Regions from separate parts of the Callithrix jacchus genome. Here region 2 is linked to region 1. A link is a contact called in public Hi-C data. All regions are on one chromosome and are shown on one strand. The core of a region is the stretch at or near the end of the contact, and the rest is flanking DNA. Distances in the headings are between cores, read along the strand shown.

Region 1 (3,159 bases), core at 30-2,529:
GGTCTCCACTACGAACCTGCATGTGTGCTCTCCAAGGGCAGAGGATGCTCAGAGACGCCCCTGTACCCTCACTCTGGCACCCAGCACATTGCTCTCAGGCAGTAGGCGCTTCATAAGTGTGCTCCGATTACAGAGTGACAGACGTGTGTCATACCTTGAGTATGAGGCAAAGAGGCAGAGATACTGGGAGTATGGAGACTGAGCAAGTTATCTCAGTCATGTTCATAGATGGTTACTCTGAGGAGGAGACTGTTCAGCAAAGCCTCAAAAGTCAAAGGTTAACAGGCTACTAATAGGGAAGGGCATTCCAGAATGTAAAACTGGCCCAAGAAAAGACTTGGCGGCTCAAAAGTGCAGAACAGATCTCACTTTTGGTGTGGCCTGGAGTAGCTGCCCCAGAAGCTGAGGCTGGACCAGCCAGTAGGGGCCACGCTCTGAAGAGCCTGGGTGCTGTGCTCAGGCGTGGACTCTATCCCGGTAGACAGAGGCGCCTCAGGGCAGGACTGATGGTGCTTCCCTTTCTGGAGCCAAGGCCCAGACCAGGGTCTGTCATCAGATGTCTGCTGAATTAAATTCTAGGGCAGGTCTTGTGAGGGCCACTAAGGCCTGACCTATGCTTTAGAAAACTTTCTGTGGCTGCTACAGAAGATAACACCCGTGGCACACCAGGACAGGAGATAGTCTCCCAAAGGTACAACATATAAGGAGGTGAGATAGTCTCCCAAAGGTACAACATATAAGGAGGCACTTGCTCCCAAGGGCCAACTCTATACTTGCATGAGCCCGACGGTGAGTGCCTCCTTAAAGGTTTTGCCTTAAGCACCTGGCCTGCCTGCCTGCGTGCCCTACCCTATCCGGTCCTTTCTGCACACTGGAGGTTGGGAGGTAGACAAGAGGCAGCTCAAGTGATCTGGGCATTTTAAGGCTGTGGCCACAGGGGATAGAGAGAGGTGGGCCTAGTTGAAAGCAGAATCAGATGACGGAATTTGCCAGGACATGAGACTAGCTGGAGCAGGACTCTTCTCAGGCCCTTCCCAGGTGCCCCATTCTGGGAGAAGTATAGGAGACCCCTGACTCTACCTAGGAGTCTGCATGTCCACAGCCAGGGCCAAAACAAGACCTTGGGTCTTAGCTTTTGTCCTAGGTTATGAGTCTAGGGAGCTAAGGACACTGAGCTAAAGATAGTAGGGCAGCAGGTGAAAAGCCACAGGCTGCCCCAGGAAGGCCCAGGTCACTGGAGACCACACATAGAATCCAAAACCATGTCCTAAGACTGCTCAGCCTTGCCCTTTGGACACTGGATGCCTGGACACAGCAGGCAGGGAGGAGGTGATAAGGGTGCCTCCACTGCTGGATGGGGTGTGTCCATCAGTCCATTGTCCTCCTGCTCTTTGTCCAGCAAAACCAGGTTCCACCCCCTAGGTGTCCCCCAGGGGATTAGCAGATTGGTTCCCTAAGCTCAGACCTTTGGAAGCTCTGACCCTATGGCAACAGCACCCCCTGCTGGCTAATATGGGAAACCAACCCCTTTCCCTCCTCTTGCAGGTGGAAGCTTAGGGGTCTTGGAGAAAGAGCCAGGTGCAGGCACAATGCTGCGGGAAACGGTGGGTCAGGATTTCAGGATGGACTTTGGCTACAGCAGATAGGCAGGTGCCACCTGGTAAACAGAGCACCTGTTTCCTGATCAGTAGCCTTTGACCAGATGCCAGAGAGGCCAGGACCCAAGCAAAGGCAGAGATGGGGGTTTCTAAGATGACTGCTGAGCGAGGCTGGCTCTCATGGGAGTCCCTGCCTTCTCCCATGGCATCATGACCCAGGAAGGCCTGCATCCTCTGCTGAGCACTGTTCTCAGGTGGGCGCAGGAACTCCCTTAGATTCCCCCTGAACGAACCTCCTGGCCCCACAGAGGATTTGGCCTGAGTTTGAGGGCTCAGAGCTAAGCCTGAGAAAGGGTGGTGCCCCAGGCACCCTAAAAAAGAGGACGTGGCCCAAGAGTTACCCCCACAACTATCCAAGGCTAGGAATGGAGGCAGGGACACGTCAGCAGAACAAAATCCAAGAGCATTCCTGAGCACCGGCCTGGCTCTTCAGATGCAAACCTGGTTAGACGCACTCTTCTCCTGAGCTCCAGACTGGTGGCTCAGGCACAAGGATCACCTCTGAGTGCTGGAGAAGGTGCCCGTGGATAGTGGACAGAGGAGCAAGAGTACCCAGTCACCTGGACCCTTCATCTGTGAGCCAGGAAGTCCAAGCAGACACAGCCACAAGCAGGACCATGCCCTGGGCAGCCACTTTCCAGAAAAGTTTCTGCTGCAAAACAGAGAGGGCGGCCTTCCCTGCCAAGCCTTGCCCTGCATGACCCTGGCTCCTGGAGTCCCCACCTCTGAAAAGAAGCCAGTGCTGGGCCAGGCACAGTGGCTCATGCCTGTAATCCCAGCACTTTGGGAGGCCAGGGCAGGTGGATCAAACAAGGTCAGGAGTTGAAAACCATCCTGGTCAACATGCTGAAACCCCATCGCTACTAAAAATACAAAAATTAGCTGGGCGTAGTGGTAGGCACCTATAATCCCAGCTACTGGGGAGGCTGAGGCAGGAGAATTGCTTGAACCTAGGAGGCAGAGGTTGCAGTGAGCTGAGATCACACCATTTTACTCCAGCCTGGGCGACAGAGCAAGACTCCGTCTCCAAAAGAAAAAAAAAGCCAGTGCTTCTAGGAGTTTGCTTACATCGTGGCTCTTGATTACAGATTCAGACTGGGTCCTCGCCCTACCCCAATGAAACTTCTCTCCCAGGCCAACAGTGTGGATGGGTGCTATTCTCCATAGGACTCAGTGCAGGCCTGGTGCTCAGAAGAGCTGCTCCTTCCCGTGGCCTGGACGTGGGCTCTGCAGCCATCTTGATTCACCTGGGTGAAGTGAGCTCCACATACCATCCTCAGACCCTCACCTGCTGGGCTCTCAGGGAGAGCTGGGGCCTCCTGGAGAGTCCACAAAGAGAAAAAACTAGCTTGGCTGCCAAAACTGCCCACGTACCCCAGGTGCCATGCTCAGCTAGCAGCCCTGGTGTTACATGGCCTGAGAGCAGGTGGAAGCTATAGAAGCAACAAGCTGTCATCAGGCATGGGAGGGCTGGCCTGCCACGCTGAGGCTGGTAGGGTGG
Region 2 (3,141 bases), core at 181-2,680, 81 kb before region 1:
ACACCTGGCTAATTTTTGTATTTTTAGTGGAGATGACGTTTCACCAGGTTGGTGAGGCTGGTTTTGAACTCCTGACCTCAAGTGATCCGCCCACCTCGGTTTCCCGAAGTGCTGGGATTATAGGCATGAGCCACTGCACCCACCCCTACACCATTTTTTTAAATAAGGGATTTGAGCATCATGGCTTTTGGTATCTGAGGGGATGTCCTAGAACCAATCCCTTGAAGATGCTGAGGGAAAACTGTAGTAGGCTTTTGAAAAGGGGTCAGGCAACTGTTTTAAATAGAAACTTGTATTTCCATTTTACATCTGCTTTTCTTTTTTTTTTTTTGAGATGGAGTTCTGCTCTTGTTACCCAGGCTGGAGTGCAATGGTGCGATCTCGGCTCACCGCAACCTCCGCCTCCTGGGTTCAAGCAATTCTCCTGCTTCAGCCTCCTGAGTAGCTGGGACTACAGGCGCGCATCACCATGCCCAGCTAATTTTTGTATTTTTAGTAGAGATGGTGTTTCACATTGTTGACCAGGATGGTCTCGATCTCTTGACCTCTTGATCCACCCACCTCAGCCTCCCATAGTGCTGGGATTATAGGCGTGAGCCACTGCACCTGGCCACATCTGCTTTTCAAATAATGTCTTTTCAAATAATTCTCCAAGGTCACACAACTGGTGGGTGGGGGCTGGTTCTGCCAGACTCCAGAGTCCATGCACACACTTGCTCCTTCACTGGCTTGCATTATCTTCAAACACAGGTTGGCTTGTATGTTACCAAGGCTCCACTCAGCCCTGACCTCATATGACTCTGAGTCTATACATAGCTGCATTTGCGTGTCAGCCTCACTCCCTGGGCTGAACTGTTTATAGGGTGAAAGGGGACTTTGGGTAAGTCACTTCCCTGTCTTTCTGAGGCTCTAAGAAAGCAGGGGCAGGAACTCAGCTAGGCCTCCGTGGTCTGCACTGCAACAGCCCAGATAAGTTCCAAGAGCTGCAGAGGCTGTCAGAGGAGCTTCAGAGCTACAGGTCCCTGGGCAAGTCTTTCCTCCAAAGTGAGAGCCTCAGGGCTGATGCAGATCCAGGCAAGGTGACAGCACAGCTGCAGCCACAGCACAAGTTGACTCCTGTTACTGCCCTAATCCTCCAGCATAAGCTGGAGAAGTTGGGGGATTGAAGTTTGAAGTTCCAGGATTTGAAGTTCTCCATGCATTCCTTTGTCATTCCTTCACAGAGTATTCAGCAAATAGCTAAGTACCTCATTGTTCCAGGTCTGGCTCTGGGCCCTGGGCTTACAGCAACAAACAGAACAACCCAAGTCTCTGCCCTGGTGGTGCTTACATTCCAGTGGGGGAGACAGACAATGTGTAGCACAAAGTCAAGGAGCAGTGAAGGAGAAGAGGAAAGCAGAGAAGGGGATAGAGTACTAGGGCTAGAGACTTAGAGGTCCAGGCAGGCCTCTCTAAGAAGGAGCATTTGAGTAGAATCCTAGCATGTGAGCTAGCCCGGGAGCTAGCAACGTGAATGTCTAGGTTGCAGGCAGAGGGAACGGCAAGCTCACAGACCTGAGATGGGATTGCCCAGGAAGCAGCAAGTAGGGCGACGACACATCAGGGAGAGAGGAGAGTGGGAAGAGCCGAGGCTGCCTGGGGGACCAGACCTTGCCACCCTGCCAGCTATTGAAGAAAGCTAGGGTTTCATTCTTTGCCCAGCTCTAAGGTATGTTTCAGACATTGTTCCTGGCTGGCTGGCTCTAAATATGCAGCCCTCCCAGAGAGCCTTTGATGGACCCAGTATCCTCCTACGTCATCCCTTTGCTGGCTGAACTAACTACTGTTTGTTCTGTTGTCTGCAATTGTGAAGCTGCCTAATACAGAGCTTTGAAGGAGGAGGAGAGCGCCACCTACATTTATAATTGAATATTGACCAGTTTTATAGGGAAACTAAATATGTTTTTAAGGTTGGAAAAGATTCACTTTGATATTATATTAAAATGTTTAAACTTTGGTAGAAAGGGTTCCACCTTGGCCATGGACAGGGGCTTTTGTCATCACTGTTTCCTCCCCTAGGAGCCAGGAGCCTGGTCTCCTCCTCACCTGCCAGCCAAGGGCCTAAGCTGATCACCCCTTGCTTGACCTTCCTGGTCTCACCTGTATAATTCAGTTAGTCATATTATTACTGCCTGAAGGGAAAGAGGAAGAAAGAAATGACTTACTGAGGTCCTTCCATGATGGAGGTCTCTGATGCTGCAAATAAGTTCCACAGAAGGTTCTTAGGGGGTTAGGACTGTTACCTGAGTTATGTCCGATGGGGGGTGATTTATCTTTATTTTATGCACCCCCCTGCTTTTTTTGCTTTCAAAACGCTTTTACTTCTGTCCCTGATCTCTGTAAAAGAGCTCTGTATGTTATAGTGGTTAAGAGCATGGAAAAGCAGATATGGTACTGAGTGCCAGGTCCACCTTTGCTAACTTTGCCACTTTGGGCATATCCCCTAACCAGCCTGTTCCACAGTTTCCTTATCTGAAAATGGGCTTGAAAATAGTAGCTACTGCAAAAGGTGCTGTGAGAATAAACATGATAATGTACCCACTGCAGTGCCTGGCTCAAGTACAGCCTCCCCGAAGGTCAGCTGTAATGATTATGATATGTAGTGATTCCCACCCAACAGGCAGGAAAGCCTAGCCCATGGAGGTTCAGTGACTTGCCTACGGTCACCTGATAAAGCCAGAGATAGAAGCCAGGGTTCACGGAGTCCCAGGCCAGTGGTCTCTCCCCAGGATTCCTGTTGTTTTTCAGGATGAAATGTTAATATAGACAGACAGTTCTGTGTCTAACCCCTTAGCAGCTGGTTCTGACTTTTGTAGGGGATTGGGGGGCAGGACTTCCTCAGCACACAAGATCCTCAATCCTAGGCATTGCCACTCTGAGAAGGGCATCTATGGCAGCAGGGGATGGGGCATGACTCCCCTTTGTTTTGTAAGAGGCAGAGGGGGTTGGGAGTGGTGTGCTCTCAGGACTCTTCTTCCCCCACTGTCACCTGCTGCCTGCCAGATCCTGCAGTCCTTCCCAGGAATTGTCACAGAGGCCTCCGGGAACCTGGAGTGGGGAGGGAGCAGGACAGGCAGGTCCTCCCTCCCATGGCAGAACTCT

The links. A called contact is a pair of places that touch in the nucleus more often than the background predicts.
Region 2: a Hi-C map of skeletal muscle shows a contact between it and region 1, with 2.9 times the contacts expected there. The contact joins two enhancer-like sites. A contact is called at or near these places in 2 of 3 Hi-C or Micro-C datasets (induced pluripotent stem cells and skeletal muscle).

The regions. Positions count from the first base shown.
Region 1 is chr2:75,951,346-75,954,504 of calJac240_pri, reverse strand. No RefSeq gene overlaps it. Among named protein-coding and RNA genes, the nearest start is that of IRF1, 9.8 kb to the left of the region's middle. Within about 2 kb of position 1,279, at least 6 of the 16 cell types and tissues checked have an H3K27ac peak or open chromatin away from gene starts, as enhancers often do. A contact at or near this core is called in skeletal muscle, where this site is marked.
Region 2 is chr2:76,032,925-76,036,065 of calJac240_pri, reverse strand. No RefSeq gene overlaps it. Among named protein-coding and RNA genes, the nearest start is that of SLC22A5, 56 kb to the left of the region's middle. Within about 2 kb of position 1,430, at least 9 of the 16 cell types and tissues checked have an H3K27ac peak or open chromatin away from gene starts, as enhancers often do. A contact at or near this core is called in skeletal muscle, where this site is marked.